2 separate regions of the Zea mays genome follow, and region 1 is linked to region 2. A link is a contact called in public Hi-C data. All regions are on one chromosome and are shown on one strand. Each heading gives the region's core, a stretch centred on a gene start, on an enhancer-like site or on the middle of the called end of the contact. The rest is flanking DNA. Distances are from core to core; before and after follow the strand shown.

Region 1 (2,868 bases), core at 242-2,741, 190 kb before region 2:
CGTTGAGGTCGGCGGCGCACGCCGCGGGGCGGCACCCGCTCCCGTTGGCGGCGCCCGCCCGCGGCGCGACGAGCATCGGCACGTTGAAGCCGTCCACGAGGCTGACGTCGTAGAAGTCGTCGTCGTCGTCGCCGGCGCCGGCTAGCGTGAGCTCGGCCAGCGTGGCCGGCGGCGTGGCCCCGCGGCCGGCGCACTCGACGGCGCCCGAGCCGCAGTCGGCGGTGGCGCACGCGAAGGTGGCGCCCGAGGCGGCAGGCGACGTGGCGCAGAGCGTGCGCGCCCAGACGCGGCCCGACCACGCCGCCGCTACGGTCACCGCGGCCGACCGCCCCGGGGCCAGCGCGAAGCCCGTGGTCGACGGCGCCGGCGCGCCGGCGTTGGAGAGGAGGCCCGGCCACACCGTGTAGCCGCAGCTGTTGGTGATAGTCAATGTCGCGGCGTCTGCTCCTGGTGATCGCAATGCTCTCGGTTATCAGTAACACATCGCGGTTTGTATACTCCGAGCTTCGTCAAGCAACAGGAGCTCAGACGCGTGAACATAAGCGCAAGAGAAAATTTTGGCCATTGGTTCCGGGAAGAAAACAACTCCATGTAATGTAACGCAAGGAACAAGTTCAAATGGAAGTGTTTTTTTTTAAGCATGCTGGATGGCTTGACTCTGACAAGTTCAGTGGTTACCTTGGACTTGGAGGAGTAATGCGAAGCAGCAGCAGCAGAGAAGAGGGAGGAGAAGGAGAGGTGCTCCCATGGAGGACGAGGGGATGAAGAAGAAGACAGGTACAGAATTTTAGCTCGTTGACGAGTCATGGCATGCATGGATGAGGTAACTGAGATATTAACTAGAGCAGAGCATCTGATCCCCATCAGCAGGGAGCAGCATGTTAGTATTATACAAATCCAATGCAGGTCCACGCATTTCGGTTTTAGACCGGCCATGCCATCCATGCCAACCTTACCTAAAAATTTACAGGAAAATAAGTCTTAAAAAAACATCACAAAATTAATTTACTCATATTTCTTCTATATCATAAGTATTAATTACCCTAGCCATGTTTCGTTGAAATTGAGTTTGCTTAGCTTCTCAAAGATCCTTGTCAACTTGTCATCGTCAGCACGTTCACTCATCACTGCTTGTTTGGTCACTGGAAACGTGTCTTATATGTCCAAGACACCCTCCACACACATATGCACTGTTTAGAAGTGAAGTATTTTTACAGTTTCTAGACAATACCATAGTTTTTAGCAATATCGTAGTGTTTTGTTGCAATCCTGAAAGCTATGTTTTCAAAACCATGGTATTATAGATACCATCGTATTTTTGGAGTATTAAAAACTCTAGTCCAACCTAAAGTTTTAAAGCATGACTAGCTTTTGTTTAACCATAGTTTACAATGTTATATTCAAACAATATTTCTTAAAACCATGGTATTTTTTGGAACTGCCAATACTACGGTATTATCATAACAATTGTAAAGTATAATATTGTAAAACTATGATTTTGAGAAACATTATTGCTAAACAAGTCCTAACAAGCGAGTTATTTTATGAATTCGTCGAAACAACAACATAGATATATGTATAAATATCAATATAATCACATATATTTATACTCTTCATTGTAAATTATAAGACGCTAGATACAATGTTTTAATTATATACACGATATATAAACATATACTAGTAAACATAATATGTTAATAAAAAGATAAAAATATTTTACAATTTAGAGTGGAAGGAGTAGCAGCAGTGCAAAAGAGATGTTAAAAATGTCTCTTCGTGCAGCTCTATGATCCCAAGACAAGATGGCCTACAACAATATCCAGCGCCAGGTCTGGCGCGAAAGGCCTACGAAGCCTGCAGCCCATAAAGTCCACGATCCCAACTCATGTGGGCTGCCAGGATCGCGGTCCGTTTTTCATGTGGGCTGTCTTCAATATGGGCCCCATGGTCGCAACTGGCCCTGGGAACGGACCAGACCACCGAGCGCGCTCCGGCGACTCCACTCCACCGCCGGCGCAGCTACGTCTACGTGGCTGCTGCTACGGTGCTACCAGCACTGGTCCGTCTCCCACCTTCGCGGCCGGAACCCCGCCCCGGACCCCGACGGCGCCGCCCTGATCCGGCTCCGGACCGCCGCGGCGCGGTCGTAGCGCGCGCGCTCGTCGGGGTCCGCGAGCGTGGCGTACGCGGCGTGCAGGCGGATGAACCCCTCGTCGCCGCGGCCGCCGCAGTCCGGGTGCACCTCCCTCGCCAGGCGCCGGTACGCCGCCTTGATCTCGCACCGGCTCGCGCCGGCCCCGACCCCGAGCACCTCGTAGTGCGTCCTCGCCGTCGCCGTCGCCGGAGTCGCAACCGCGGACGCGCGGCGGGCCACGCACCGGCCGCCGCGCCGCGCCCCGCAGCTCGGGAGCCCCGCCGTCGACGCGAGCGACGGAGCCATTGCTTCCTTTATCGTCTGTTCGTCCTCGGCCTCGCCTGCCGTGCGTGCGCGTGCGTGTGGCCGGTGTTCTTGGTTTCTTGGAGTGTGTCTTCGGGGGCTACGGTGCCGGACTCCGATGTGCGCCGTGGGATTTATAGGGCGGTGGCGACGAGGGGCCTGTGGGCTGTGGTGGTGCTTACGCGTCCACCTCTGAACTGATCTTATCCGCGGGAGGATGGAGATGGAGACGGAGATTCTCTCACTCTGCTGACTCATCTCCACCAGTGTGCCTGATGACTGCCTGCTTCGGCACCTGTTGCTTTCGCCATTGGACCCGGCAGCTGCCATCATTGCGGTTGCGGCTTGCCAACTCCCTCCTCGGCCCCTCCAGGAACAGGAGAAGTCTTATTCCTGATCATGTTACTGGCAATAATCCATCATGTTATCCA
Region 2 (2,700 bases), core at 82-2,581:
TCCCATCGTGTCGACCTGGCTTGATAGTAGCAGGCCGACTCTTCCTGAGAGCCGATTGTCGTCTTGTTGGGTTGCTCGGCGGGCGGGTTACTCAGCAGCCTCGCCTCGCTAGGGTGCTCAGCGGGCAGGTTGGTCGGCAGTCACGTCTCGCTGGGTTGCTCGGCAGATAGGTTGCTCGGTGGGTCGGTCGGCTTGGCGAGTCGTCCCTCGTTGGCCTTCTGGTCCTTCCCGCCAAGCTATTTGACAAGGGGCCTGCTCGATTCGTGGACCGTCTTTGAGAGGCCTTCGGGCCTTCTTTGGACATCCTGCTTCTAGGTACCCAACACAACACTTGTTTGATGTTTTATCTGGTGCCTCGTCGAAACGTCTAATGTTACCGAACAAACTCGTTTTCTCCGTTTTTTGTCTCTTCGTTTATTTTTTTCATTTTATATCTTGAGCTATTGCATGATCATGTAGGTCTTGAATAAGTATTATAATGTTTTCTTGATGTGTTAGTTTTCGAACCATCTATTGTCATGTGTAAACCATCTCAAGTAGGCCGTGTAAGAGCATCTCCAAGAGCTTACCAAAAGTTTGTACTAAATCAAGTTTTTTTGGAAAAAACACAAAAACGTGTCTCCAACAGTTCCCCTAAAACACTCCCAACTTTTTATAGCCCTTAAAATTCCCTCATCTGTAGCTACAAATGAGAGTTTTTTTGGCTCCCCAGAAACATTATACCGCTTTAAGGGATCTGTTGGATAAAGGATTAAAATCTACCCCCACTAACCTTTTAGATGTCCCTTAAAACTAATTTTGAGAAGCCATTTTCTAGAGAGCTCTTGGAGATGCTATAAAGTACCGTTTTGCGCGGTAGATTACACTGTTTGCAGAGTGGAGTTTGAAATAGCGAGTCTGTTGGAGATAGTCTAAGTCCACATTGTATCTTTTCATTATATTCATAAAAAATAGCAAATAATGTTACTCTAAATATTTATACTAGTCCATAAACACTAAAAATTAACTATCAAATGCGTTTCAGTCCATTTTTTTCTTTAAGATATCGTAAATGATATCATGTCGTTATGCAAATTTGGTTAAACTTGACATACTTTGACTAAAAATGACCCATAATTTATAGTGGAGAGAGTATATACATAGATAGATTTTTAAACGAATTTGAATTTTACAATGTGGACATTGCCATTTGGCAAGACCGCGCCCACAACTGCACAAGCCCAAACCAGATCCGCTCCCGTGCATTTCACGAGCTGACGTTCCGGCCCCACCATCGCCTTCGTCCACCCTGACCCCGTGGCCCGTAGTCCTTCCTTCGTTCCAACTTCCAAGCAGGGGAGGGTCAAGGTGTGGACGTGTCACGTGCGTGTTGGCCTGGTGTGGGGGCCCGCCCGTGCGCGCTTACTGGCCTTCCCCCTCTATCGCGGAAGGAGCCCGTGCCAACCAGGCAGGCAGCCAGGCACCCAATCAACGGACGGCCAGCCGGCAGCCGTCGTAGCGGGAGCCGGGAGAATAGTAAAGGACAAATCAGACGAGGAGGAGCGTGGAGCGGGGACAGCCTGCGCTGCGCTGCCTTGCTCCGGCCGGCCGGCCCCCCACCTTAGCCCTTGTCCCGGTTCCCTCCTCCACCATTCAAATCTCCTGGCTTCGTTTCAGTTCGATTTGAAGCGGGGCGGCAGAGGAGGCAGGGGGATTGGGTCCGGGGACGACATTTGGCGGCATCAACCACACAGCACAGGCACAGCGCAGCACCATGACGATGGAGGGGGCGGTTTCCGACAACACCAAGGGCCTGGCGCTCGCCGTCGCCTCCAGCGCCTTCATCGGCGCCAGCTTCATCCTCAAGAAGATCGGCCTCCTGCGAGCAGCCAAGTGCGGCGACCGCGCAGGTAACGCACCGAACCCCTGATCTCTCCGCCGCGTTGCTGCGCTTAGCGCGTATCTCGTCGTCTCCACGCGCGTCCTAGGGTCCCATCCCGCGCCCCGGGGCCCGGGCTGCCTCTTGAGTCGGCTGATCTGCTCCTACCCCCAGCCCCGGGGAGCGGGGAGGTCGTTCCTTCTGGATCTGAGCCCGCATTCGTCCCCCTGATCCGAGCACGAGCACGTCCAGCCGCACCGCCCGCTACTATCAATTTGACGCATTGTCTGCCGCAAAACTGCCGTGCCGTGCCGGTGCGCGATTTGACGCATTGTCTGCCGCGACCGGACCCGGCCGATGTCTCTGATTCTAGAGACCTTGACAATCCTGCGCTGTCGTTAGTCAAAGTCACAAACAGGTGCGGCGGTGCGTGATTTGACGCCATGTCGTTGTCTTCTAGATATCCAAGCTCGGGGGATTGCTTCGTTCGGTGTCCAAGATTTTGGTTGCTCTGATATCTTTTATCTAGTACTAGTATTGTTGTGTGTTCAACTTCATCAATTATGTCTTCTTTTCTCCCGTCAAACCTGTTATCCATAAACGAAAGCTTTCTATTCATGCCCAATTGTCCTTTGATTTAGGCTCTGTTTATTTACTCTCTAGATTATATAATCCAGCTTAAATAAATCGAGAGGTAAACAAGCAATACAAATTATTAGATGGATTATGTAATCTAGCTCCCTAGATTATAATAATCTATAAGCAAGTCAATATATGCTTATGCCACTGTGTGTTTCCTTCAAGGATTATATAATCTAGCTTATAAATTATATAAGCACATA

The links. Hi-C and Micro-C count contacts between places; a contact is called where the count stands out from the background.
Region 1: a contact with region 2 is called in a Hi-C map of leaf mesophyll, with 3 times the contacts expected there. The contact joins the promoter of LOC103626457 here to the promoter of LOC103626455 in region 2. A contact is called at or near these places in 8 of 25 Hi-C or Micro-C datasets (bundle sheath, ear, leaf and 2 more).

The regions. Positions count from the first base shown.
Region 1 is chr5:63,375,657-63,378,524 of Zm-B73-REFERENCE-NAM-5.0, reverse strand. LOC103626457 (thaumatin-like protein 1b) reads right to left here and starts at 1,491. Exons shown (of 3, transcript XM_008646866.3): 1 at 679-1,491; 2 at 1-447. The coding sequence starts at 748. LOC100281085 (chaperone protein dnaJ 11) reads right to left here and starts at 2,533. Exons shown (of 1, transcript NM_001154004.2): 1 at 1,624-2,533. The coding sequence starts at 2,440. The coding sequence ends at 2,048.
Region 2 is chr5:63,184,065-63,186,764 of Zm-B73-REFERENCE-NAM-5.0, reverse strand. LOC103626455 (probable magnesium transporter NIPA6) reads left to right here and starts at 1,331. Exons shown (of 9, transcript XM_020538394.2): 1 at 1,331-1,889. The coding sequence starts at 1,754.